Regions from separate parts of the Mus musculus genome. Here all the other regions are linked to region 5. The links are chromatin contacts, called in public Hi-C, HiChIP or PLAC-seq and promoter capture Hi-C maps. All regions are on one chromosome and are shown on one strand. Each heading gives the region's core, a stretch centred on a gene start, on an enhancer-like site or on the middle of the called end of the contact. The rest is flanking DNA. Distances are from core to core; before and after follow the strand shown.

Evidence for each region. Hi-C and Micro-C count contacts between places; a contact is called where the count stands out from the background. HiChIP or PLAC-seq counts read pairs in DNA pulled down with a chosen protein or histone mark. Capture Hi-C pulls out chosen DNA fragments and counts their contacts.
Region 1: a promoter capture Hi-C map of liver shows a contact between it and region 5. The contact joins the promoter of Sult1a1 here to the promoter of Cd2bp2 in region 5. A contact is called at or near these places in 1 of 39 promoter capture datasets (liver), 3 of 115 datasets of contacts at active chromatin or transcription factors (embryonic brain, pancreatic cancer cells and stem cell-derived neural progenitor cells) and 1 of 9 other capture datasets (liver).
Region 2: a Hi-C map of muscle stem cells shows a contact between it and region 5, with 2.9 times the contacts expected there. The contact joins the promoter of Nupr1 here to the promoter of Cd2bp2 in region 5. A contact is called at or near these places in 7 of 39 promoter capture datasets (the HPC-7 cell line, cranial neural crest, hippocampal neurons and 3 more), 2 of 484 Hi-C or Micro-C datasets (muscle stem cells and olfactory sensory neurons), 2 of 115 datasets of contacts at active chromatin or transcription factors (embryonic forebrain and large pre-B cells) and 2 of 9 other capture datasets (adipose tissue and liver).
Region 3: a contact with region 5 is called in a promoter capture Hi-C map of liver, with 2.2 times the contacts expected there. The contact joins the promoter of Nfatc2ip here to the promoter of Cd2bp2 in region 5. A contact is called at or near these places in 6 of 39 promoter capture datasets (hippocampal neurons, liver, neural stem cells and 2 more), 1 of 115 datasets of contacts at active chromatin or transcription factors (embryonic stem cells) and 3 of 9 other capture datasets (adipose tissue, liver and pancreatic islet).
Region 4: a promoter capture Hi-C map of adipose tissue shows a contact between it and region 5, with 2.4 times the contacts expected there. The contact joins the promoter of Sgf29 here to the promoter of Cd2bp2 in region 5. A contact is called at or near these places in 5 of 39 promoter capture datasets (cranial neural crest, embryonic stem cells, hippocampal neurons and 2 more), 8 of 115 datasets of contacts at active chromatin or transcription factors (the 230-238 cell line, differentiating embryonic stem cells, embryonic brain and 5 more) and 3 of 9 other capture datasets (adipose tissue, liver and macrophages).
Region 6: a contact with region 5 is called in a promoter capture Hi-C map of liver. The contact joins the promoter of Vkorc1 here to the promoter of Cd2bp2 in region 5. A contact is called at or near these places in 1 of 115 datasets of contacts at active chromatin or transcription factors (bone marrow-derived macrophages) and 1 of 9 other capture datasets (liver).
Region 7: a contact with region 5 is called in an H3K27ac HiChIP or PLAC-seq map of embryonic stem cells, with 3 times the contacts expected there. The contact joins the promoter of Lat here to the promoter of Cd2bp2 in region 5. A contact is called at or near these places in 1 of 39 promoter capture datasets (pre-B cells) and 1 of 115 datasets of contacts at active chromatin or transcription factors (embryonic stem cells).

Annotation. Positions count from the first base shown.
Region 1 is chr7:126,675,094-126,678,471 of GRCm38.p6, forward strand. Sult1a1 (sulfotransferase family 1A, phenol-preferring, member 1) reads right to left here and starts at 1,325. Exons shown (of 8, transcript NM_133670.2): 1 at 1,209-1,325; 2 at 351-490; 3 at 135-260; 4 at 1-53. The coding sequence starts at 1,225.
Region 2 is chr7:126,623,954-126,627,531 of GRCm38.p6, forward strand. It overlaps Nupr1 (nuclear protein transcription regulator 1), which reads right to left and starts at 1,517. Exons shown (of 3, transcript NM_019738.1): 1 at 1,370-1,517; 2 at 937-1,080. The coding sequence starts at 1,481. The coding sequence ends at 950. All of the region lies in intron 1 of Gm39087 (a long non-coding RNA gene), which reads left to right.
Region 3 is chr7:126,395,218-126,398,629 of GRCm38.p6, forward strand. Nfatc2ip (nuclear factor of activated T cells, cytoplasmic, calcineurin dependent 2 interacting protein) reads right to left here and starts at 1,520. Exons shown (of 8, transcript NM_010900.3): 1 at 1,139-1,520; 2 at 725-797. The coding sequence starts at 1,498.
Region 4 is chr7:126,647,249-126,650,836 of GRCm38.p6, forward strand. Sgf29 (SAGA complex associated factor 29) reads left to right here and starts at 2,061. Exons shown (of 10, transcript NM_029339.3): 1 at 2,061-2,229.
Region 5 is chr7:127,194,311-127,197,987 of GRCm38.p6, forward strand. It overlaps Cd2bp2 (CD2 cytoplasmic tail binding protein 2), which reads right to left and starts at 1,767. Exons shown (of 7, transcript NM_027353.4): 1 at 1,619-1,767; 2 at 1,051-1,151; 3 at 713-848; 4 at 434-591; 5 at 1-331. The coding sequence starts at 1,128. Tbc1d10b (TBC1 domain family, member 10b) reads right to left here. Exons shown (of 9, transcript NM_144522.5): 9 at 3,149-3,677.
Region 6 is chr7:127,894,261-127,897,776 of GRCm38.p6, forward strand. It overlaps Vkorc1 (vitamin K epoxide reductase complex, subunit 1), which reads right to left and starts at 1,357. Exons shown (of 3, transcript NM_178600.2): 1 at 1,149-1,357; 2 at 245-354. The coding sequence starts at 1,321.
Region 7 is chr7:126,368,237-126,371,945 of GRCm38.p6, forward strand. Lat (linker for activation of T cells) reads right to left here and starts at 1,332. Exons shown (of 12, transcript NM_010689.3): 1 at 912-1,332; 2 at 706-733; 3 at 566-600; 4 at 259-346; 5 at 63-127. The coding sequence starts at 1,014. It overlaps Spns1 (spinster homolog 1), which reads right to left. Exons shown (of 12, transcript NM_023712.3): 9 at 3,305-3,370; 10 at 2,942-3,040; 11 at 2,499-2,670; 12 at 1,824-2,177. The coding sequence ends at 2,083.

The sequences.
Region 1 (3,378 bases), core at 75-2,574, 520 kb before region 5:
CAGATGTGTCTTAATGATCCGTGGGGCTGGTGTCTCTTTCAGAGTTTCAAGACCTAAGTTGAACAAGGAACTTTGTTAAACTGGGGCCCGGTCCTACCTTTTTCCACTTGTCTCTAGCACCCCCATGCACATACCTGGGGGGACCCCTGGGCAGCTGAACTCAAGGAAGGGTATCCGGGCATAGACGGGGGCCCGGCCACACTTATCTAGCTTGCCACCCTGATAGATCATATCCATGATCTCACTCATCCAGGTAGTACCTGGAAAGGGAGGAGCAAGAGGTGAGCGAGGCTCAGAGTCTTGACCTGCTTACCAAAGTGTGTGTGTGGTGGGGACCACTGCTCGCTCACCAGACTTTGGGTACGTGCTGATGAGCACATCATCAGGCCAGGCTGTGAAGTTCTGCAGTTGCTCCATTGTCTCCGCAAAGTATTTGATGAGTGGGATTCCCTTCACAGGCACCAGTGGTTTACGCAAGGGCTCCATGTTGCTGCATTGAGAACAGAGTAAAACCCACTTCTCTAGCAAGTCCACAGTACCATGTGTTAAATGATTTAAGACGGGGATCCTGGGGCTTTGGCAGAGCCCCCCAAAGTGGCAGGTAGATCTGGGATCAAAGGCAAATCTATCTCCACCAAAAGTCACCACTGTGCTATGTCTGATCACCTGTGGAACATTGTTCCATGTCCCTAGTGCCCAAGCATACATAGTCCAGGCATTAAAACACTCTGAGGTAGAATCAGTCCAATGTGTGCTGTTTCCTAGGATATTCCAGCTCATACATGAGAAAACGGCAGGCACCAGCCGAGTCTTCACTACTTCCTAGTGCAGCTTCAGGCCATGGCCTCTCTCTATTTTTTTCCCCTTGAACTTCCTGTTATCTTCAGAAATGCCTCAGCCCATCTAGAACTGATATCCTATTTTGCTCTGAGACAAATATAACCAATTTAGCTATTAAGCTTGTTGCAAGGTAGGGAGAAACTTTCTACTAAAATAAAAAGGATTCTAAAACAAGCCAGAGCGGAGGGGAACTCAGACAAACCACAGTTGCTCTTCTGAGGTGGGGTATGCATGGAGAAAGTAGAGAGGCTAGAGGCCCAGGCAGCAGTCAGGCAGACTAATCAAAGTGTAAGGACTAGCTGGCACTTGAAGAGCAGTGGAACCAGTATCTGGGCAGGACAAGGTGGCCACCCCACTCTGCCACTCACCTGGGGTTCTGAGCCATGCCTCCCTCGGTGCTCAGTGGTAGGGATCTTTGTGTAGGCTTTGCAATGTGGGGAATGCAGAATTGGTCTTTGAGCTGGAGATTTTGTGTCCCAAGTGGGAGGAAGTGGAAACAGTGCTAGGACTGGCTGTTCTCCAGAAACAAAAAGGGGAGGAGGTGGAGTAGGGCAGGGTTCTGTTAACCATACTGTGGACTGTGGGTTTAGCCTGTTCAAAACAAAACAAAACACCAATCAGGCCACAGCATGGACAGTGGGTTTCTTTTGCTCTGCTTCTGACTCCTTCCTAACTTACCTAAACTTAAGGTAGAACAATGGGACTTTTCTAATTAACCCACTCTGGCATAGGGAAGAAAGTAGCCAGATGGGGACACCTGCTGGCTCCAAGCCAGTCTTGAGGACACCTTGGGCTTCGATCAGAGCAACCACAGCGATGCCTGGAACCTCTGACGTCAGGGAAAGTCCAGAATGATGGGAAGGAGCAAGGTCAAGGAACTAGAGGTGCAACAGAGTTGGAGGGGTGTTCATGGGAGTGTGAGTCTAAAGGCCCTGGAAGGTGCCCCTGCCTTCATGGCTCTAGTCTACCTCATCCAATACCACACGTGACTGGTGGAGATCAGTCCCTAGAAAGATTTTCACCCTCTGCAAAGACAAGAGGCTGCAGCTGGGAGAGACACACCTCCAGGAGTGAGGAGTGCCCCCTTGACCTCTGTCTGCTGTTGGAGTGAAGATGCAATATCAAGCTGCACTGGGGCTGCAGAGGCTCCTGTACCACAGCTGTGCACCTCCTGACCCTTACAGAGTTGTCATCTCAGAGGAGAGCTGTGCAAAGCTGGGCATCAGGACAAGACTTCCCATTTCTCTAGAGGAAATTGTGTTTGTTTGAGACTATGTAGACTGATGACAGGACCACTCCGAGGTGTGACTGAGGGGAGGATTTTATTGTAGATGCTAGGGAGAGTTCAGCCATAGTGATCTGGAAGAGTCCAGAGAGAAAGAAGTGGACTGAATATGACCAGAAAACTGGACTTGGCCATGAGAAGTGGGTTTGGGCATGGGATAGCAAGAGATGAAGACAAAGACGAGGACTTGGAGAGTGGGGTTGGGGGATGCGTAGCTGAGATAGCTGGGTTATAGGACAGTGAGAAGCTGGTAGAAAGGGAGCCTCTGGGCCAGGGGAGCGAGAGGAGCCAAGATGCCAGCATGCCTTTTAGTGTGCTAATAGGTACCACAGATCTGTTCCTTCTGCCAGAATAAGGGAATGGCTCCTTTAGTAGAGGAGAACTGCTTCGAGAGATCCTAAAGAATGCTGGCTTTGGAACTGACAGAGACAAGGTCTCATACTGGATCCTAGGCTGACTAGGAATTCACCATGTAATCCAGGGTAGACTTGATCTTGTGGCAATTCTGCTCCAGCATGTCAAGGGCTAAGATTGCAGGTATGAATGTATATATTCATATATTATGTCATCTTTTTTCTTGTGGGTGGGCGTTCGGATCCAGTGCCAGGCCTTAGAGCCATGGGATCTACTAGCATGCACCTATGAAGAGAACTGGTACCAGTGGAGAGGGGATCCTCTCAGAACTTGGTACCTATACAGAGGGCCACCAGCAGAGCCGCATCGCTGGAGGGACAGTGTTGAGTTGCAGCTCAGAACTGTATCTTTCCCAACATTTTGCTCGCAGGTTACAGACTGGAAAGCTTTGCTGGTACACCTGCTGCCACTGAAGCAGGGAGAAAGAAGAATAAAGACCAAAGGGTCCAGCTTTGGACCAGCAGGATAGCTCAGATGGTAAAGGCACTTGCTGCCAAGCTTCATGGTCTGAGTTCAATCCACAGGACTCTTACAATGAAAGGAGAGAACTGACTGCTACATGACACATAAATATGTGTACACACTTGCACATAAACAATATATGTGTGTATGACTTTTATTTTTTTTTAATTTAAAGTTCGTGTCTTTATCCCCAGAACAAGCTTAAACCTTAAGTCCACATGTGGCATTTTGTGTGAGAGAACTCCTGAGGAATCCATTTTGGCCCTGTGCATACTTAAAAGGTCTGTCTCTACCCTGGTTCTGTCTTGGAAGAGGCATATTGCTTGGCACTAAGATACTTGGGTGGGGGTGGGGGGGCTAAAAACAAGAAGTAATCA
Region 2 (3,578 bases), core at 267-2,766, 570 kb before region 5:
TCAGAAATCCATCTGCCTCTGCCTCCCAAGTGCTGGGATTAAAGGCGTGTGCCACCACTGTCCGGCCAACACTATTTTTTTCATTTATTGATATGCCAATGTGTTTGCATGCATGTGCGCACATGCGTATTCTCGTGTGCTACTTTGAGCATATGGAAGTCGGTGGACATTGGGGGCACAGAGGTCCTTGTACTCAAGAGAAGCACTAAGAACCAGAAGTTTTAATCATGCCGTGTGTCTCCTCAATGCAGGAGATAAAGTCAAATACCTGCATTCCACTCAGAAATCTGAGAGTGGATTTTGTTAACAACCTGGTGAGCTTTTGGCTCTGTGTGGAGTCAGACCTCCCCAGCTTTTGCTATAGAAGCCGACCTCACTCAAGTTCTCCAGAATGATAATCCCAGACTCTCCCCTCCCTAGACCATTACCCACTCTTAGGAGAGATGTCACATCTGCCTGATGACCTCCATGCTATTGGTCAGAGACCACTCTAGATTCTAGGCCTTTAGCTCTAGAACCCACCCTCATGGAGTTTCAGTGTAGTCACACCTCAAGCTTTATTGTGCTCCTGGAATTGAACTGATGGACCTGACTGTTGCCTAGAAACCTCTTCCCAAATTGTACTGTGTTTTAAATATGCTGACAGTGAACCGCCTGGCGTTAGATGCCCTGAAATCTGATCCAAGCTGATGGAATTCGGTCTGAATGGGGTTTTCATTCTTATCACTTCCCTGCCTGGACATCTATCTGCAGGGCTCCCTGGGAACACAGCTTGCAGTTGGTTCTCTCCCCTTTCATCACTCGAGTCCCAGAGATCAAGCACAGGTTGTCCTGCTTGCCTGCAAGAGCCTCTACCTGCAGCGCCATCTCACCAGGACCAGCTTTTGGCTCCCCGCTTCCCGCTCGGCACACTTAGGCCCGGCTCTCCCGACTCACCTCCAGCTCCGTCTCAGCGCCAGGCTTTTTTCCTTTCAGAGTTCTGGAACTTGGTCAGCAGCTTCCTCTCATGCCCGCCAGGGCTAGGGCGGTTGGTATTGGCAGCAGCTTCTCTCTTGGTCCGACCTTTCCGACCTCCCCCGACTGGTGGAGCAGGAGGTAGAGGAGGTGTGTGAGGTTAGGACAGGCATATAAATGGCCAGAGTGGGGCGGTCACGTCTTCACGTCTGAAGCACTCTATCCTTGCTGTTTACTCAAGTATAGAATGAGAGATGCTCACTTGTGAGTTCTTGGGGCTAAGGGAGACAGAACTCAGTAGATGAGACTAGAAGGGGTTACTTGGGAGTTGGGAATAGATTAGCTAGGAAAGGTAAACCGGGGTACCCAGTGAGAAGCAGATGGGCTGACCAAGGAGCTACCACGAAAACCTTACCGACACAGGGATGGGCCAGGCTGTACTGATCATATTCATCCAGGATTCCATCTTCATCCTCTAGGTTTAGAGGTTGCTGGGAAGGGTTGGCTGTTGGTGGCAAGGTGGCCATTATGCCTAGTCTGCTCTCTCCAAAGTCTTGCCTGTGTCTCCTTGTCTGAATGTCTGCCCTCTCCCAGTTTCTCACCCTACTTATAACGCTGTCTCCTCCCTAAACCACGGGGTTGGCCCCCGCCCTCCAAGCCCTGTCTGATGCAATCTGGCCCTTTCCCAGAACTGGGCCCATAGACAGCAGTCCTGAGCAGAGAGGAGCACCCTCCCCTCCCTCCTCCCTCACAGGACTCACCCAAGCACAGCTGTGTTTTTCCACGTGGAAAGCTCTCGCCTCAGGGGCGGAGGAAGCAGACAGGATCTGGGCACAGTCTTTGGGATATTGGCCAGGGAGAGCAGAGGGCCTCAGATAGGCCAGTCCTTCCTATCATTTCAGCCTCTGCCACAAGCCCCTCCTGGGCCTGGGTCATAGTTAGACAGACAGACAGACAGACAGACAGACACACACACACACACACACACACACACACACACACACACTGTAGTCTGGTTCAGATTCAGGAGGTAGTGGCAGCATACATACTGAAAAGGGAGGGAGGAGGGACACTGACCCACTTCTTGCTTGGTCAGCAGTTCCTGTCACACCCAAGGCTTCTATTTTTGTGAAAAGTCCCCTTCAACAGAGTCCCCAGGGACTTCTTCCTCATGCAAGATGGAGGATAGCTAGCTGGTAGAGACAGCAAATACCCTGGATTCCACACTCTGATTCCTGATCCACCTCCCTCTACCTTTCTTTCTGACAGAATCCTTCTATGGAGCCCAGGTTAGCCCTTGAACTTGCAATTCTCTGGCCTCCTCATCCTAAATGCTGGGATCACAAGTCAGCTCAGATCCAGTGTTTCCTGCTGTGTGACCTTGGACACGTCACTTTCCCTCTCTGATTGCTTCAGGTTCCCCCTTTAACAGAGGATAACTCTATCTGGCTCTGTTGGTGAGAGGTTGCAGACTCATGAGGCCTGGAAAACCTTCACAAGCGGGAACAGTGTAAGGATTAGTCACAACTTCCCATGGGTTCCCATACAGTGCCCTTGCCTTGACCCTCCCCCCTCAAAAAAAAAAAGGGTGGAGAAAAGGAATTTAAAATAAAATATTGTGTGTTGGCAAGATGACTCAATGGGTAAAGTACTTGCCACCAAGCCTGACAACCTGAGTTTATCGGTTTCCAGGACCCATACAGTATGGGAGAGAAAAATGTCCCATAAATTGTCCTCTGACCCTCACATTCCTATCCATGTACACACACAATAAATACGTGTGACTTCTAAAATTTAAATAATATATTGAGGGCAGAATGAAATAAACAGGTATTTGTGCTTTGATACCCCCTGCCTTGTTTTTTAGGCAGTCTCACTGTTTTAGCTGTGGCTGGCTAAGAACTTGCTCTGTAGGCCAGATTTGAGTCTAGTGTTGAACTCAGAGATCAACCTGCCTTTGACTCCTGAGTGCCAGGTTTAAAGGTGTGCATCACCACACCCAGCCAGTATGAATCAAGTGTGAACTAATAGTAAGCTTTTTCAGTCCATACTAGCTTCCCTTGGGTTGTTTGATAAGAATTAGTATGAATTTTAAGTTCAAATAAAAAGCATGTGAAATGAAATTTTCTACTTTTTTTTTATTTTAAAAAAAGTTTTCATACAATGTATTCTGATCAAGGTTTCTTTTCTCCAACTCCTCCCAGACCCTCCCCATGCCCCCAAATTTTACTCTATAGGAAACGAACAGGTGAATCATCATTGTCACCGTCGTCGTCGTCAGAAATATGAATGAAAAAATTAAAAAGCAGAGGCCATGCGGCTCCTGGGTATGGTGGAGAAGGTTTAGTGTAGACATGAGGGAGAGCACAAGCAGAGCTATCTGCAAGAGTCCAGAGTGAACATGGCCAGCAGACTTAACAGGGCCTGTGGGAGACAGAGAGAGAAAGAGACAGGGGGAAGAGAAGAGAGGAGGGTCGACAGAGGAACCTTGGACCAAGTGGCCAAGAGGCAAAAAACAAACAAACAAAAAAACAAAAAAACCTGAGAACCCAGAGACCAAGAGGTAATAAAAAGGCAAAGATACTAGCATAGTCATCTTATTTAGGAATCAGAGAAACTGTGGG
Region 3 (3,412 bases), core at 270-2,769, 800 kb before region 5:
ACAAGACTCCTGAGCCTGTTCTCAATCAGCCTACCACACGCCCTCACCTAACAGAAAGGAGTCTTAGTTCCAGGTCTTTGCAGACTGTTATCACTCCCCTATTAGCCTTGACTCGTAGTCACTGGCCTTATTAAAGGGTTTGCAAAAACTTATCAGTAGAGAATAAAGAATGGGCAGTTCTGATAAAGTCAAAGAAACACTCTTCTGGCTCCAAAGTGTTCCCAAGGAATGGAACACTGTAGGAGTGTAACAAGATGTCACAGAGTCTCAGAACTCCCTTCACCCCTATTATGATAACACAGATCAAAATGTCAAGGGTAGGTACCTCAAACTTCACTCTAACATATCCATATGCCCGTTAGGACCCGAAGAGGGGAAGGGGTGGACATGGCTATTAAGTAGGTTCCTGTGACTTCTGATTAATGAACCAGCATCTTTATGGACCATAACTTTCCCCTATCTCAGACTCAGGAGTCCATTTTCCCAATACCACTTAGAATCAAAATTGTGTGTCAACTGGATAACACTTGAGCATCATTCTCCAGACCCTAGATACCACTGAAGCACAGAGAAAAGGGGTGGGGGTGGGGGCAGGGGGACGGAGGGTGCTGGAGCGAGGGGGGGGCGCGGGGGGGGGGGGGAGATATCACTGACTACAGGGATGTAAACTCTAGGAAGTCTCAGAGAAGCCAGTGCAGGGTACTCCCGACAAACCCACTCTTACCATCTTCAGGCTCTGAAGGGCACAGTTTCAAGAGGGATGAATTATCTGGAATGAGGTTGAGGCTGCTCTGTACCTACGAAGACAAAAGGGGGAAGAGGAGGTGGGTCTCACATCCTGCCAACCCTACTTAAGACAAGAATGGCTCTTCCCTCGATTCCAGCACTTGTCTTCTCTAAGGACTCCAATCCCTGAAGCGCATCTAGAAGGCCAGCTTCCCTCGATCGTCCCTCGATCTCTCTCAGCCTCCCTCTACCCGAAGATACAATCCCAGATAACTCCATACATCTAACATTACCGACCCCCTCGTATCTCCAATCTAAAAGTATTCATCACACACACACACTGCCCCAAGCCAAACCCGCCACGCCAGTCTTAGCACTCCCCCAACAACCCTCCTTGGGGACCTTGCTGCACCTTCCCGGAGTACACTGGGACCACCGGCGCCTCTCCGGGATCCAGCAGCCGCCGCCGCCGCCGTCGCACCAATGTACGCGGGGCTCCCGCAGGCCCCTCGGCCGCCCCTTCACTGTCACTGTCGCTGTCCTGCTCAGGTTTAGCCGGCGCGGGGAGGCGGGCGACCGGCACCTCTACTGGGTCTGCGACTTCCAAGACCTCTTCGTCGCTGTCACTGACCAAGTCCACAAGCACGGTGTCTGGAATGAGCCTAGCCGGAGACTGCCGGGCGCGAGGACACCGGCCACGGGCGCCTCGGGCTCTCCGAGCGCCTCGGCCACCGCGGGACCTCGGACCACGTCCCCTCAGTGGTTCCGCCATCTCCCACACTGCTTCCACAAACACCGGCCTCTACACAGTCACCGGCCCACCGTATTAGCGTCTGTCCCTTTCATTGGACGAACAGCCTGCCGGTCATCATCTCTTCCCGCCCACACGCTCTGGATCCGCCTATCCACGTTCTCATTGGTCTACTTACCTGTCTATCACCTACCCTCCACTAAAACAAAGGCGCCAAAGATTCCAATCTCTTTGGTACAATCAAAAAAGGTTTCGATTCTGTACAGTTCATCCATTGGCTAAATTTCCTCCTGACCCAGCCTTCCCCAGGGCCCGCCCATTAGAGAAATCCATTTTCCTGGTTGGTGAAAGACTGGCGCATCCTGGGAATTGTAGTCCTCATTCTCGGAAGCCACAGAAAAAGCCTTGTGGAACTAAGGTTAGAAGCTGAAGATCTTGGGCTGTGGATTCCTTTTGTGTCCTCAACCTCTGTGTGGCAGGAGTTCCATTCCACACTAAACACCTTCATGCATGTCACCTCTGAAATACTCTACAAACACAATATCAAAACAATATATGTCATAGCACAGCACAACTCAGAAACACTTTTTAAGACAATTACAAATTAAAATAAGAGACTTACTTCCCTGTTGCAAAGAAAAGAGGCTTCCTTCTGGCTCCTCTTTCCTGATCATTGAAATATGAATGCTTCTCGGTTTACAGCGGGGTTACTCTTGATAAAGGCCTTGCTGCCGCTTATCTGCACAATGTACTACAGAGCACCAGGGTTCATGCTCGTGATTGTAGACTGACTGGGAGCTAGCTGCGCTTTCCAGCAACATGCTATGCACACTTAGCTCGTTTGGGAAACAATACAACTTCAAAACTCAGAAAGGTCTGAATTCTGAGAGGTCTTTGATGGTTTAATGTTTGTCTGCTGGTCAATACCCTGCTGGCATTCACTCATGCATGTGGAAATTAACTGAAAAAAATGTAAGTACTGTCAGTACCATGGTTGTGCATATGCTAATCCTTCTAATGTCTTAATAAACCCCTTGCCTTTTCACAACTCAGCAATTCAAGGTAGAGTCTTCTCTTTGAAATGCAGACATCACTGGGCAGTGGTGGCACAAGACTTTAATCAAGCACTTGGGAGGCAGAGGCAGGCAAATCTCTGTGAGTTCAAGGCCAGTTTGGTCTACAGAGTGAGTTCCAGGACAGCCAGCACTGCACAGAAAAAGCCGGTCTCAACCGACCCCCCCCCCTAAAAAAATCAAACTGGGGAAACCAGATCCAAGAACTTATCAGGTAGGCCAGACCAAGAGTATGACTTCCTCATAAGGAGCCCATAAAGTGATGGATGCCTGCCACTGAGATGGTATGCCTCCACAATATCCTGTCGCCTGATACCCGATGACTAAATCATAGACTGATAAGCAGAGGGTTCTCTGACTTTCTCTGGAGCTTAGCTTGCCTCAGTTTCCCACTGTTGCCTGGCCTGCTCAGCTGCCTACCCCTACCCCTGCTCTCCTGACCCAACCTGGACTTAAAGCCACCATTTCCTGCTTTTGAATCCTGGTTCCAGCAGCTCCCTCCTGTCACTGGCCTGATTAGTTATCAATGCAGACTCCATCAGTTCACTTCTGAGACCTTTTGAACTCTAATGTAGCCCTTTCTGTTTATTCTGTAAATCTTATATATGCAGGGAGATATAATTTGCTGTCTGTTGTGTCATGTGAGAGTTAATATTAGTAATTATGATTGGGATAAAAGAACATGCATTCACCTTGGCCAGATCACTAAAATAGGTGGATCGTGTGTGACAAATTGCTGCCATTAAGACCACTGACATTTGTGAATTTATTGTTAGTAGATTCTGTTACTGAAAAGACACAAACGGGCTGGAGGGATGGCTCAGCAGTTAAGATCTCTGACTGCTCTTCCAGAGGTTCAATT
Region 4 (3,588 bases), core at 811-3,310, 550 kb before region 5:
CAAACTCACAGATGTAGAACTGAAACAGGATGGGTGATAGAGCCATTCACTGCACCTTGATAAGAACTACAAGTGGTGATGGACACCTTTAATCCCAGCACTTGGGAGGCAGAGGCAGGTGGATCTCTATGTGTTCAAGGATAGCCTGGTCTGCAGAGTGAGTTCCAGGACAGGCAAGACTACACTGAGAAACCCTGTCTTGATGCCCCCTGCCACTTGTAACAACAACAACAAGACACTGTTTCTCTGTGTGATAGCCTTGGCTGTCCTGGACTCGAGTTGTAGACCAGGCTGGCCTCAAAGTCATAGAAATCCACCTCTCCTTCCTGAGCACTGGAATCAAAGGCATGTGCCACCATGCCTGGCTAGCTTCTTTCCTTCCTTCCTTTTTCTTTCTTTCTCTCTTTCTTTCTTCCTAGACTAGTCTCACTGGTGTCTTGAACTCCCTATATAGAACAAGCTAGCCTCATTCATAGACATCTACCTGTCTCTGTCTTCTAAATGCCACTAGCTTTTCCATGTAGTCCAAGATCACCTTCCCAGAGAACGGTGCTACCTACAGTGGCTGGGCCTTCTGTATGAATTAACATGGTAACGTGGTAGTGCACTCCTATAATCCTATATAATCCATTAGACAATTCCCTATAGCTAGGTCTGTCTGGGAAATTCCTCAGTGAAGACTGCATTGTCCAGTGGCTCTAGGCCCTGTCAAGTTGTTAAAATTAACCAGGACAACTGACTAGACATACAGATTCAATGAAAGAAAATTATTTTTTCAAACTGTAAAAAGTATGTGTCTCCGTGTGGGTATGTGCACGTGAGTGCAGGTGCCAGAGGACAGCACATCAGTACCCTTGGGGCTGGAATTGCAGATCGTTATAAGCCACTACTGTAGGCACTGGGAACTGAACACGGGCTCTTTGCAAAAGCAGTACATGTTTTTGATTGCTCGGCATCTCCCCAGACTCATTCATATACATACACACACACACACACACACACACACACACATATATATATATATGTATACACACACACACACACACACACACACATATATATATATATATATATATATATATATATATATATATATATATATATATATACATTAATTTCTTTGCTAGTCTAGGGGCTAAAATAGTTTCAGTGTTAAAATGTAAGGTTTCCTAATAGAAAAATATCTGATAGCTTGTTGTATGCCAGGCACAGTGCTATGTACTGGGAATGTCTAATGATCTTGACCTTATAGCATTTGTAATTCTATCAGAGAATAACAATATGTAATTATAAACTTTAAAAGATTTTCAAAAATATTTTTATTCTATGTCCAGGCGTATGTATATGTGTATGTGCACCTGTGCAGTGCCCTCAGAGGCCAAAAGAGGGCATTAGATCCCTTGGAGCTGGAGTTACAGGCAGTCTGAGCCAGCTGACCCAAGTGCTGGCATTCTAATTCTGGTCTTCACGATTGAGCAGTACTTGCTCTTAACCACCAAACCATATTGATTTTTTTAGGTGTTATGTACGAAATATTAGGATAGTTAGGGTGGGAGCAGTCCCTAGGGACTGAGCCCGGGACCATGCTAAGCAAGTGTCCTACCACTGCACTAACTGGGCAGGCATCCACAGGGTAGGTATCCAAAGATGTAGCTAAATGTTTGCATGTCCAAATCTTTTATTTGCTGGGAAGATTCTGTAAAATACAAGTACTAAACCTAAAACTGCTTATTTGGAATTTAAAAATATTTTCAGATACATTTTAAATTCACGGCAAATTTCAGCTTAAAGTACAGAGTTCTCATCTGCGTCCTGGGGCCCTCCCTCCTCATCCCCAACAATCTGATGTGGTTTTGTTGTTGTTTTCTTCTGGTGCAGAGGATCCGCTCCCATCACCTTTCACATGCGAAGCGAGGCTTCACGCATGCTTTTCTGTTCCTTTGACTCTGATCTATTAAATCATGATTAAGTACATCAAAGCACAGGTGTCGAAGTAAGAACTACGTTTCCCAGAGTGCAATGCAGCACGTCACAGAGAAGTACCCGGCATGCGCAGAGGAGTCCTCCGCGCTCGACCGCGCTCATAAGAGAAACAGCGTGTGTGGTTCTTGACGCGCCGCGAACCTTCGAACGCAAGTGCGAGACTACCCTGTGAGGAAACGTTCCAGGGATTCGCCTGTTCCCGCCATCGCAGTTACCAGCGCGACGTGCTGTTTCTTCCTGTGCTCGGTAGGTGGGACGGGGCCATGGCAAGGTACCTCCAAGCAGCGCGGGAACGAAAGGCCAGCGTTCCTGCCCGGCGCCCGGCTCGCCGAGGCGGCGTCTGAGGAGACGCGCACGCGCCCTGGACGGGAAGGGGGCGGGGCTGTGGGAGCCGGCGCCCTGGGGCTTGCGCGTGCGCCCTACCTCTCTGAAGAGGTGGGAAGCGGCTGGAGCTGGCTAGTCTAGATGCCGGCAGCTGATGTGAGTCCCAGACATCAGCACATTTTACTACTTTCTCAAAAGCTTAGTTTTTGGTAGCCCAACCTGGCCGTGAGATCGCAGTCCTCCTCCCCCAATCCCGAGTGCTGAGATTACAGACTGCACATGCTCTAAAGGTGTCCATTTTCACAACAGTAACTTCATCCACTCTCCAGCTCACTCTTGTGTTGGCTGACACATGTATCCTAGGACGTCTGCGTCTACTCATCAGCACCTTCCCCTACCTGTCAATGTTCAGCTTTCTCTAGGGAGGCTTTGACTCATGCTGTTTCACAGAAACAGCTCTAACAAAGCCACCTTGACTTCTGGATTCCGAAGTTCAGTGATACAGGATTGGTAGCATCCTCTTTCATTGCCTCGGTTCTCCTCTAAAGAACTCCTGCTTCCATTGCTTCATCTTTAACGGTTGTACCATCAAAATACATAAACCCTTCTTCATCTTGCCTTTCTTTCTGTTCCCTCCTTGGACATTGTCTATTTCACACTTTAAATAAAAATAAAATTTATTTTGGTGCTCTCGTTTCTATCTTGTAAAAATATTTGGTGTGTGTGAAGGCAGGCATGTTCATTCCATGGCACTTTTGTGGAGGTCAATTGACAGCTTTCAGGAGTTCTCTCCTTCCATCATGTAGGCTTCTAGGATGGAACTCGGGGTATCAGGCTTGGCACAAGCACTTGAATCTGCTGAGCTATCTCACTGGCCCTCAAATTTACATCTTGTAGATCAGTATAATGTTGTGGTGTTAGAATCCACAGGGAAAGACCAAATCTTAGGCTCAATTCAAATTTAGATGAAATGGATTTCTTTTATTTATTACTGCTAGGCAGTAGGCAGTAATAGGCAGAAGGATGTCAGCCTTAAAGCCAAACAGCATGCCATGTGGTGTGGAGGGATCCAAAGGAAGGAAGGGGGCTGGAGAGATGGCTCAGCAGTTAAGAGCACTGACTGCTCTTCCAGAGGTCCTAAGTTCAATTCCCAGCAACCACATGGTGACTCACAACCATCTGTAATGGGATCTGATGCCCTCTTCTGGTGTGCATGAAGACAGTGACAGCGAAATAAATAAGTCTTTAAAAAAGTTAAAGGAAGGAAGGGTTATAAAGGTA
Region 5 (3,677 bases), core at 517-3,016:
ACCCCAAACCCTTCAGTCGCATAGCCAACCGTTCCCTTGTTTCCTGGTACACACCAAGGTTGCCTCGTGCCACCATTTGGTCAGCTAACCCAGACAGCCGGTCTAGCCGCTGGGGGGAATTGGGCCGTCCAGTCCCCTTGCTGTTGCTCCCTTTGCCTCCTCCTCGGGCCCCCAGCCGCCTAAGGGCCCCAGCCACTGTCTCTCTTGGCAACAACAACTCCAAAAGTCCCTCCAGGAGTGCTTGGGCGCTCATTGGAGTCTGACCCAGGCTGTCTTCCTCCTCCGAGTCTGAAACCTGGTGCTTATCAGGGGGCCGTTCCTTGATCCTCACCTACAAGGAAAAGATAATTAGAATTTCTTACAAACTTCCACCAGGGCCCAGGCCCTGCACCTGCACTCCCAGGCCTCAGCCAGAATAGTCCCTGGGCCACACCCAGTCAATGTTGTCCAGCCAGCTGTCTCGGATCTGCGCATCCTGGTTCAGGAAGTAGTTGCCATCAGCATCAAAGTGGCCTTCCTCCATCTCTTCCTGCAGGTTGAAGGGTGTGATCCTCACACCGCCCTCACTAGGGAGAGTAGCTGCTTCCTGACCTGCACCGAAGACATTGGGGGTGGGGCATGCTAGACACGCAAAAGGGAAGCAGGCACACCTCCCACCTCCATCCTGAAGGCTTGTCCCCCCAACTCAGTTAACGCTTCGGACATAGCTCACCTTCTACATCCTCTGAGGCCAGGATATCATATTTGCTGGACCCTTCCTCATCATCATCCTCTTCATCACTGTCTAAAGAGTGCTTGCCTTTGAAGCGGCTCCCAGGACCACCTGCTGCAGCCACAGGGTCCACCAGCTGTGAGGAGGCCGAAGCAAATGAGAAATGCAGCCAACTGGGTAGTTCCCCAGATACTCCAGGATCTGTACACAAATCTTTCCAAACCCAGTGCGCCGGGGAAAACTAACACTTCCTTGGCTTCCCGGCTTTCCTCCCATCAGATTTCTCCTTCTTCTTTCCTCTCAGTCCTCCACGGAAATTCGAAATCTGGCCATCTCACCTTCTTTTTGGGCACACTGATTTCATCTTCACCATCCTCATCTCCAACACCCTGAAAAGTCACTTTCCTCTTTGGCATGATTGGCTGTGGATTTCCTCCAGCTGGACCTCGGAAAAAGATATGTAGTGAGGAAGTGAGGTAAGGAGAGAGGACCGCGGGGGAGTGCAGGGGCCACCAACATTTTTCCTGGTAAATGTGAGCGAGGACAGATCGCTAAAGCATCTGAGAGAACTAGCAGGCACGACGTCCGGGGTTGGTTGGGCAATTCTGAGGCCCGGAGGAGAGGCGATGGGAAGGATCTCCGCCCCCGCGTGGACCCTGCGGGTATTCCCACCCGGGGATGGGGAGTCAGGTTCCCCTACGTCACCACTCCCCTACCAGTCCGGAGCTACCGAACTCAACCACCTCTCCCACCCGAGTGCTCACAGAGGCCGGTCGGACCCAAGAGCTGGAGCTGCCTAGATCCCCGAATACCACGTAGCGACCTGCTCGGCCATGTCCTTGGCGTACAAACTAAAGGCGAAGCAAACCCGCGGGGATTCAAACAATCTTACCCGCCGGTGCTCACCTAGGAACCCAGGGTCAGGCGGGGAAGAAAAGGAAAGATGCTTTCGCCGGTATTACATCCGGGGCACCCGCCTTCATCACCCGGAAAAAAACCGTGGAGACCGGCATAGGACCCGGAAGTGGCTTCACTTCTATTCAAAAAGGGCGGATGCATACCATTAGCCAAGGCCGACTCGCGGCAGGAAGTGACGCAAGACCTGCAAAGACTCGCGTGAACTACGTCCTTGCCTCACGGGACTTGAGGATGGCGGGAAATGTTTTATTATTCCTCTACGATGGAGGCTACAGTGAGGATAAGGACGTGGTGTGCTAAGAGGTTCCCAAGGCCTGGATGGAGAGGCACAGGCCGAACAGAGGCTTCGGGCTTCCGTTTGCATGTATGGATAGGGTTCTGTACGCCTAGTGGCCTTCAGTAGACACCCGGGCTTCCGATCTTAACGCAGTCCCAACACTCGGGAAATTGAAACAGGATTGATTGTCGCGAGATTGACGACAGTCTGGGATACAACATGAGACCGTCTATTTTTAAAGAAAGTCTTGCTCTTCTCTCTGAGTCCTGCTTCTGATTATAAGCGCTCGGGCACCTTCCAAACCAAGCCCTTTTAGAACCCAGGAGTCATTTGCACCATGTCTATTCTCCCACTTAATTCCTAGTTTCTGTAGCGGGACAACCATCACAGGAGGTGCCACTGGCTTCCGTCCGTGGCCTGTAACCAGGCAGAAGCCCATCAGTTACACGAAGCCTACCTCATCCCTTAGCAAACTGCCAAAGGGCTGGGATCCAGCTCCTGCAAAGCTGGGGCCAGGTGAGATCTTCCCCAATAGTGAGGTTTAGATCTGGAGCTCTGGGGAACAACTCAAACCTCAACGCCTCCACCCCCGTCCCCACCCTCGGCTAAATAGCTCCGGTGATCCTACTAGAGTTGGAAGAGGGCAGCCAGATGGACCACGCCTTTCTCCTCCAGGGTTTTCTCCCATTGTGAATCATGAAACTTCACTTCTGTGGGTACAGAACACAAGTTCTAGACCAGGAGGGCATCTTGCTACAGACAGGACCCTGAAGAAAGCAGCTCTCAGCACTGCTGGTTCATCCGGAGGGGGTTTTCTCTACCTGGAGACCACACACCCTGATCCCCTTTCTGCTGAGAAGTGCCAAGTGGAGCTTTACGGCCACAGAAGCCCACACCTTTATCATCCTGACCCGGAGTAGAGGGTGTGTGGCAAAGATCTAGCCACAGAAAACAAGAGCTGCGCAGTTTGGTTGTGTGTACCTGCTGGGATGAACCCCAGGCAGTTAGTCTACCCTAGACGCCCAGGGAACTGCACCAAGCTGCTGACCAAGAACCCAGCCCAATCTAAAGATGGTGGTTTTGCACACACTCTCAGGCCCCTCCTTCAGCTTCCAGGGGGCTGAAGCCATTGGAAAGGCGATCCCAGTCCTGCAAGCTGTGCAGAGGATCCCAGGAGGCCAGTGAGAGTGGGAGCAGCAGAATCCAGGCAAAGCTGAGGAGGAAGGAGCTGGACCACTATGTTTGTTGATGAGAGATGAAGTGAGCGTTTACTGTGACTCCTTTTGGGGGTCGAATACTATTCACAGAGGTTGCCTAAGACTATCAGAAAACAGAGACGTACATTATGATTCATAGCAGTAGTATACTGTTATTAAGTAATAATGAAAATAATTTTATGGTTGGAGTCACCACAATATAAAGAACTGTATTAAAGGGTCACAGCATTAGGAAGATTGAGAACCAGTGGTCCAGATGTTCCTGCCAAGACCTGCAGACTGAACCTATGGAAAGTCAGACTTTGTGCCTGCCTCCCCCACTCCCCTTACTCTACAGCACTCTTCAAATAACAAGGCGGGAGACAGATATAACAGCAGGTTCATTTTCCGGTTCCTCAAAGCGCCACAAAACTGCCACTGAGGTGGGACCAAGACAGAAGAGAATGTAAACATTGGGTTCCACCCCTGGACTCAAGGGAAGACCCTTATTCAGAGAGGGGCTTGATGGCTAGAAAGGAACAAAATCGAAGACAGACTTTGTGACTGCAGCAGA
Region 6 (3,516 bases), core at 107-2,606, 700 kb after region 5:
TTGATTCTTTGCCATAAAACTGAGATTGTGAGAAATCTTTGAGGGCCCTCAGCCTCTGGCTACCTAAACCAAGTAGGATAAGCCTCCTGCTAAGTGTTCTGCTTTCTTGACTCCTTGTGATGAGATTGCTCAGTAATTAGCAGCTGGGTGTCAATTGTCTGGGTCACCGACACGACACGACACGAGGTGGGGCTGCTCTGGATTTCAGAAGACAGGTCATGAAGGGGCAAAGCCACTCACTCACCTAACAACAGCTGTAAGGTGTAGAACAGGCAACCAAATATGCTGTTGGATTGGTTGAGGACGCTGTCCGCTCCTAGCATGTGCTCCACCAGCCCAAAGCCCCGGCCCCACCTGGTGGAAGTGAAAGAAGCAGGTAAGTGGGGTAGGCCAAGTGCCTCTTGAGCTTTTTTGTAGAACAGTGATTAGCAAGAAGCTCCACCTACTAAGAGTCCAAAGGGCATTGACCTGGCATGTCCTGGGGCTCTTAGTGGCCTGTCATCACAGACTATCAATAATTTTTCAGGAGTTGGTGAGATGGCTCAGGAAAAACAAGTATCAGCTGCCAGGCCTGTCAACTGGATCGAATCCCCCCGCAGCCCACAAAGAAGGAGAGACTCAACTCCCGAACGTTATTCTCTTGACTTCCACATGCATGTAGTGGCATGCATGTGCCACCTCACAAACAAATAAATGAAAGGTTAAAAGTTTTTCCCAGCTTGATTTCGCTTTACGGTGATCACAACTGGGAAATCTATTTGCTTGGGCCTACAAAGCTACAGTTCCCTCACCACCCACTAACATTTGGTCCTCCAACCCGGACAGAGTGAGCCACTTTGTCCCCTCAGCACAGCCAATAGTCCACCCCCTCCTCCCGCTTTGTATCATCTCAAGTTTCCTCAGTCTCTATGCAATATACTGCCCTGCCTCCTCCAGTCTTCCCATCATTGGTATTTACAGTATCCTCAGAAAGCGTTCAAGCACCAGTATCTCTGTGAGGTCCAGTGTGCACGTCCGATTACCCACCAAAACCCATGGAGCCAGGCCGCTCTCAAAGTGTCCTTTCTGTGGACACTGCGACCCCAGACTCCAAAATTATCTGGTAACCTGGCCTTCAAGAGCCCCATGCTTTCCATGTCTGCACGCACCGAGAGGAGAAGACGCGGGAACAGCTGATGGCCGTGCCCACATCGCAGAGCGCGCGGTAATTTTCATCGCGGGCGCGCGCCGCCTTCACGTGCAGTGCGTACAGTGAGAGGGCTAAGCCAGCGAGGCACAGTGCAAGCCGCACGAGTCCAGGGCTCCTCCAGGTGGTGCCCATGTCGACAGTACAGCCCAGGGACAGGAGGGAAGAATCGCCACGGGGCAGGGCGGGGCCTGCTGTCACCACGCCCCTCCTACCGGAAGATTGGTCGGCCTCCGCTGGCGTTCTCCAATTCAATTGGTTATTCTTAGGCATGACAGCTAGGAATGCTGGGCTGGTAAACAGGATTTAGGAATGTGGGTAATCATTGATAACGCAGCTGCCGGGCATGATGGGAATTGTAGTTGGAGAGGCTGCAAGACATTAAGGGAAATTTGAGTATGTAGTGCTGTAAAGCTACTTTGTTTTGTTTTGTTTGGTTTTTCAAGGACAGGGTTTCTCTGTGCAGCCCTGGCTGTCCTGGAACTCACTCTGTAGACCAGGTTGGCCTCTAACTCAGAAATCTGCCTGCCTCTGCCTCCCAAGTGCTGGGATTTAAAGGCGTGTGCCACCATGCCCGGCTCTGTAAAGCTACTATTAACAGGACGGTAACACACACACACACACACACACACACAAACACAAACACACTGTCGCTATCTTCAGACACACCAGAAGAGGGCATTGGGTCCGGTTACATATGATTGTGAGCCACCGTGTGTGGTTGCTGAGAATTGAACTCAAGGACCTCTGGAAGTTCAGTCAGTGCTCTTAACTGCTAAACCATCTCCCGTTTAGCTCATTTGGGGGGGGGGGGGAGGTGAGACAGGGTTTCTCTGTGTAGCCCTGGTTGTCCTGGAACTCACTCTGTAGAAGACCAGGTTGGCCTCGAACTCAGAAATCCTCCTGCCTCTGCCTCCCGAGTGCTGGGATTAAAGGCATGCGCCACCACGCCCGGCTTAGCACATTTTTTATGACAAGTTCTGTCTATGCATCTGGTATGTCTAGAACCTACGGGTCAATAGACGAATGGAATTCCGCGAAAGCAGGGATACGACTCTGGAAGCATTTTCCCCGAAATTATTTCAGATACCATTTGTCTACAACCTGTCTTTCAAGATCACCGCCAGCCATCCCTCGTGTCTCACTAGCGCCCCTTGTGGGCAGAGGCACCCTCCCTCTCACAATAAATTCCTTTATCTAGGCCATACTTTCCTGTGATTTCCCAGACCTCTGTACCACTGTGGCGCACTCTTGGCAAAACCTGAGCCTGGATCAACCCAACAATCCCTCTTATATTATCTCCCCTTTACAAATATCCCCCCCTCCCCACTGAGGACCTGTCAGTTCTGTACTGTCTGCCTTTCCACCCTTCCCATTTGCCTGGAGTTTCTTCACCAGCTCCCTCTCCAGTTGTCTTTAATCTAATCCCTTCACAGCCAAGTTTTGGGAAGATTTTACATTCCCAGTCTTCCTTACGTCTTACTGATGCTCACATGACAAACTAGCTGCCCTTGAGCATGTCCTTGACACCTAGTTGCAAGCATGACTTGAACATTGAGTCTAATGTTTATTTTTAGAGTCAAAAAGTTTGACTTCCAAGTGATATTAGTTACTGCTTTAAGGAACTCTTTCTTCCTTGATGGCTGCCCTCTCTCCATGGCTTCTCCTTCTCGGGTCTACTTCTTTTACGTCAGAGAGTGTGGTGGATACTGTAAGTGTTCCTGCTCAGATGGGAAGGTATCCTGGGACTCGGAAGCCCAGGAACGACACAGCTGAGGAGAGAAGGTATTCCAATGGGAGGGCATCCTGAGACATGGGGGCCCAAGAGCCACACAGCTCTGAGAGGAAGCATCCTCAGCAGAGGCATTGCAGCTCCCAGGAAATGACATCCCCAGCTGAGCTGAGGAGCCTCAGCCCCACTCTGTCTCTTCGCTTCCTCCCTTCTTCTCTGTATTGCTTCTTTTGATGAGAGTCATGAAGTAGAAACTTATGGGTTCTTTGGAGAGTCAGTTGTGTTGGACGGTGTTTTGCTGTCACAAACGTGAAGAAACATTTCACTGAAGCAGACACAGGAGAGAGGATGTTCTGCTAAAGCAAGCACATGAAAGGACACATGATGAAGGAGCCTTTGCTAAGTACACACATGCATTGGCCTACCTTACATTGCTTAGTTGGGCTCTGATTGTTGGAACTCCAAAGAGAGAAACACACCAAAAACCTTCTGGTAGTGTGCTATGGCTTCTTACCATTTCCAGTGACTCAGGCTGATGGGCAGAGTGATATCAGCTGAGAAGACTCAAGTGCAGAGGGAAGCCCGAGGAGACACGTGA
Region 7 (3,709 bases), core at 82-2,581, 830 kb before region 5:
AAGACTGGATCAGCTCAGGTTGTACATCCTCCCCAAAGCCCTCCTGTGCCCTACACCCTTACCATCATCTGAATTCTGCTGGGAAGATGGCATCCGATGGGAACCCCCAAGGGGCTGTGGGGATCTCCTGGAAGCCAAAGGTCAGAGATTACGTCTAGGTAGGACTCTGGGAGCAAGACAACCAGGAAAAAGCGCCTCCCCAACCTAGAAGGTGGAGAGGCACAGTAGACCCAAGGGACGGAGTTGGGGGATACTCACGGGATGGGGAGCAGGTCTGGCTGCCTCAGGGGTGGGAAGGAAGTGACTAGAGGGTAGGAAACAGCAGGTGTTCGGGGGACGGTTATTTCTGAGGACACAGAATGAAGCTTGAGGGATGGCTCCAGACACCCCCCATCAAGGCCTCGAAGGACAAATGGACCCCAAAATAACATGCCCTAGACAGACATGGGGGCTCCCACTTTCCCCATCCCAAGCCAGGGAACAGCCCTTCAGACAGCTAAAGGTGAACAAGGACAAACGCACACTCTTAAAAACCCTCGAGGAGGGCCAGAGACACTGAACTCACGAGGTGGCTTGATGAGGATGCTTCTTGGGTACAAACTGGCAGGAAAGAGACAGCTTGGGTACAGGGCCAAGAGGGCCCCAGCCCCAAACCCTTGAGTGGAACCAAGGGAAGACACACAGGGACACGGGCTTCCCACTCACCTCTCTGTGGAAGTGCTGTCATAGGAGACTGGAGGAAAGAAATCCAACAAGTCAGGATCGGGGTGCACCAGGGACAAAGAAACTCAGGCCCCCCACCATCAATCAGGGCCCAGGTAGGGACAGTGGAGAGTGCAGGGGCTGGGGAGGGTATGAGGATCCAATGGAGCGCCCACCCATCATCCAGTTCCGCAAAGCTTCCCACTTACCTGGCAACTCACGGCAGCGCACGCACAGGGCAGCCAGGAGCGTGACCAAGAAGGGCAGCAGCAGGAGGCCCAGCCCCACCGGGCTCAAGGCGTCTGCTTCCATCTGCAGAGCACCTGCCACAGGCCCTGCTGCACTGCAGCCCCTCGAGACAGAGTGGCAGCAGGGGTATGGGACCAAGCGGGCTCCAGCCTGGGATCCGCCCGGCAGTAGGCAGCCGTATCCTTTCGGGGCTGGATGGCTCCCCTCTCTTGCTGGACTGAGTTGAGAGCAGTGTTGGCTCTGGAAAGGTGCTCGCCCCAGAGCCAGAGCTGGGGCCCGTGCCCCAGCTACCAGCTGCACGATCCCCGTGCCCAGCTGTACCTGCCCCTTTCTTGCTCCCCGCCTGCCTCTCCTGCTCACCACCGCGTGCGACAGGAAGCTGTGGTGAGGGCAGGAAATCATCAGGCTGCTCAGCAGGCTGAGCCTGCCCCCTGCCCACTCACCCCCACCCAGTTGTGGGAAGGGGGAGGAGGCAGAGGGACTGTGTGGAGGAAGGGTCTAAGGCTGCAGGATGAGGCAGCCCGTCCACTAGGAAAGGAGACACGTGCCAACCAGGCCCGCGGTACCCTCCCCATGCCCGGGTGGGAGAACTGCAAGGAGGCTCTGCCAAGGCCTGTGTGGACCGAGGGCACTGAGGGCACCACAGGCCCCCAGCTCCCAGGCTTAACTACTGGGAGAGCGACTTCCAGGGGACCACGGTGAGTCACAGTCATACTGAACCAGCTCACTCAGAAAAGAGCAGCCCTCCTTCTAGATTACCAAGCTCAGAAGACAGGGACTTACCCACAGGGTGACCTGACAGCCCCTGCTAAGTCCTGGGACTATGGATATTCCCTGAGGCCAGTGGCACCCACAGAGAGACAAGCAGTCAGTCAGGAGTCTGATTACAAATTTTATTCCATTACAAATAGCACCAAACCCCTTGGGCTGTCCTAGTAGAGAGGACACCCCTTCCCCGTTTCTGGACTCCCATCTCTTCCCTGGGCTGCCCATGTAGTGTCTGGGAGCTGGGAGATATCCCAGGGCTTCCTTCTTGGACCTGGGCCTGGTGAGGGCTTCTGCCTGGGAACCGTCTTGGGTGGGCCCAAGGCCCAGCTGCGATGCATCAGTGGCCGGGTAAGCACCGGCTCCTCAGATGAGCACGCTGGACACGGGGACTCGGGTAGAACGGCCTCGCTGAGGTACTACAATCCGGTCATCTGAGGGCCCAGACTCATGCAACAGACCTGCGAGAAAGGGGTCAGAGCCAAGGCCAGTAAGATAAGAGCCAGCAAGGGGACACAGGCAGCAAGGGGACACAGGCAGAGGGGCCCAGATGAGGCAGCATGGAGAGCCCTCAGAACTGCACACAGACAGAGCCCAATCCACTTCCAGACAGACCCAAAGCTAAGCTGGATGAGCCTGGGATGCTGGGACTCTTGCCCCCAGCTGGTGGCATGAATGGATGGGCTAGTCTGAGTGGAGGGAGAACTGTAGAGTACATACGCGGAGACAGACAGACAGGCAGGTGGTACTGTGAAGGTGGACCTACAGTGACCCTCACTCACCCTGCACGTGGAGTTGAGCCCGCCGGCGGTCATCTTCAATGAACATGGCGGTGCCCAGGAAGGCCGCACCACCCAGTGCCCCAACGAAAGCACAGAGCATGAGCGAGAACTGCAGAGCCCGGAACTCGGACAGGAAGGAAGGGGGCCAGCTCCGTCGGAGGCGGTCAGAGATCTGCAGGGAGAAAAGAGTCAGAGACCTGGGGGGTGCAGAGCACTGACCAAGAAAACAGAGGCTGGGAAGGGGAATATTTGGGTCATAGGGTGAGACCCACAGCCTAACGGGCAAAACCTTCCTATGGCTTCCTTCCTATACACCAGAGGACCAAAGGGGAGATGCGCCATAGGCATCTATTGCCTAATCTTGGCCAGACTCATGCCACCAGTCAGGGTAGGGAGTTCCAGGTCCCCAAAACCATTCCATCCCAGCCAAGGATAGCACTTACTAGACCAATGAGGTAAGGGCTCCCTGCATCTCCTAGCAAGTGGGACAGCACTATCTGGAAGGCCTCAGCCGTGGACCGTCGAGTTGGGATCACCACGTACTGGGGGTGGGAAGGGAAGAACTCAGTAGGTTCCCAGAGAAACCAAGGCCAAAGCCCACTGTAGGTCCATGACAAATTTTCACTCAGGTTAAGGGCTGGCAGACATGAGGTGGGCCAAGCCCAGCGGTCCCTCTGTGGCGGGACTCAAGTATACGTAGGGTTGACGTTTGAAGGGGAAAAGCCAGACTCCAGATTAAACGCTACCTCCCGACCCCGTCCCTGCTCCCATCAGCCTCTGGATTAACCTGTATCTGCCCTACTCACCAACAGGATGTCAGCCACAATGGCCCAGTTCATGGACAACAGGGTCTCCCCAATAAAGATAAAAATCTGGGTGGCAGAAGTGGAAGAGAATCACGCGGCAACCAGGCTTACCCAGTAACTCAGTCCCCATTGCACCCCACGAGGCAGGTGCCAGCCCTCAGTACCACTTCCCACCCGAGGAAAGAGCAAGGTCATGCTCACTGGCCAGTGTCACCCAGCTGGGAAGGCCCAGAGCTGAGGTTTGAAAGGAGGCATTCCACCTCCGGTCTGTTCTCAACCACTTTGCTGGCTGACCCTGCACATGACGTTGGTTGCTAGTGACCATCCCCAGTGAACATGGCGGTACCCAGGAAGGCCACGCTGCCCTGCTGCCCCCACGTAAAGACACCACCCACCAGACTCCAG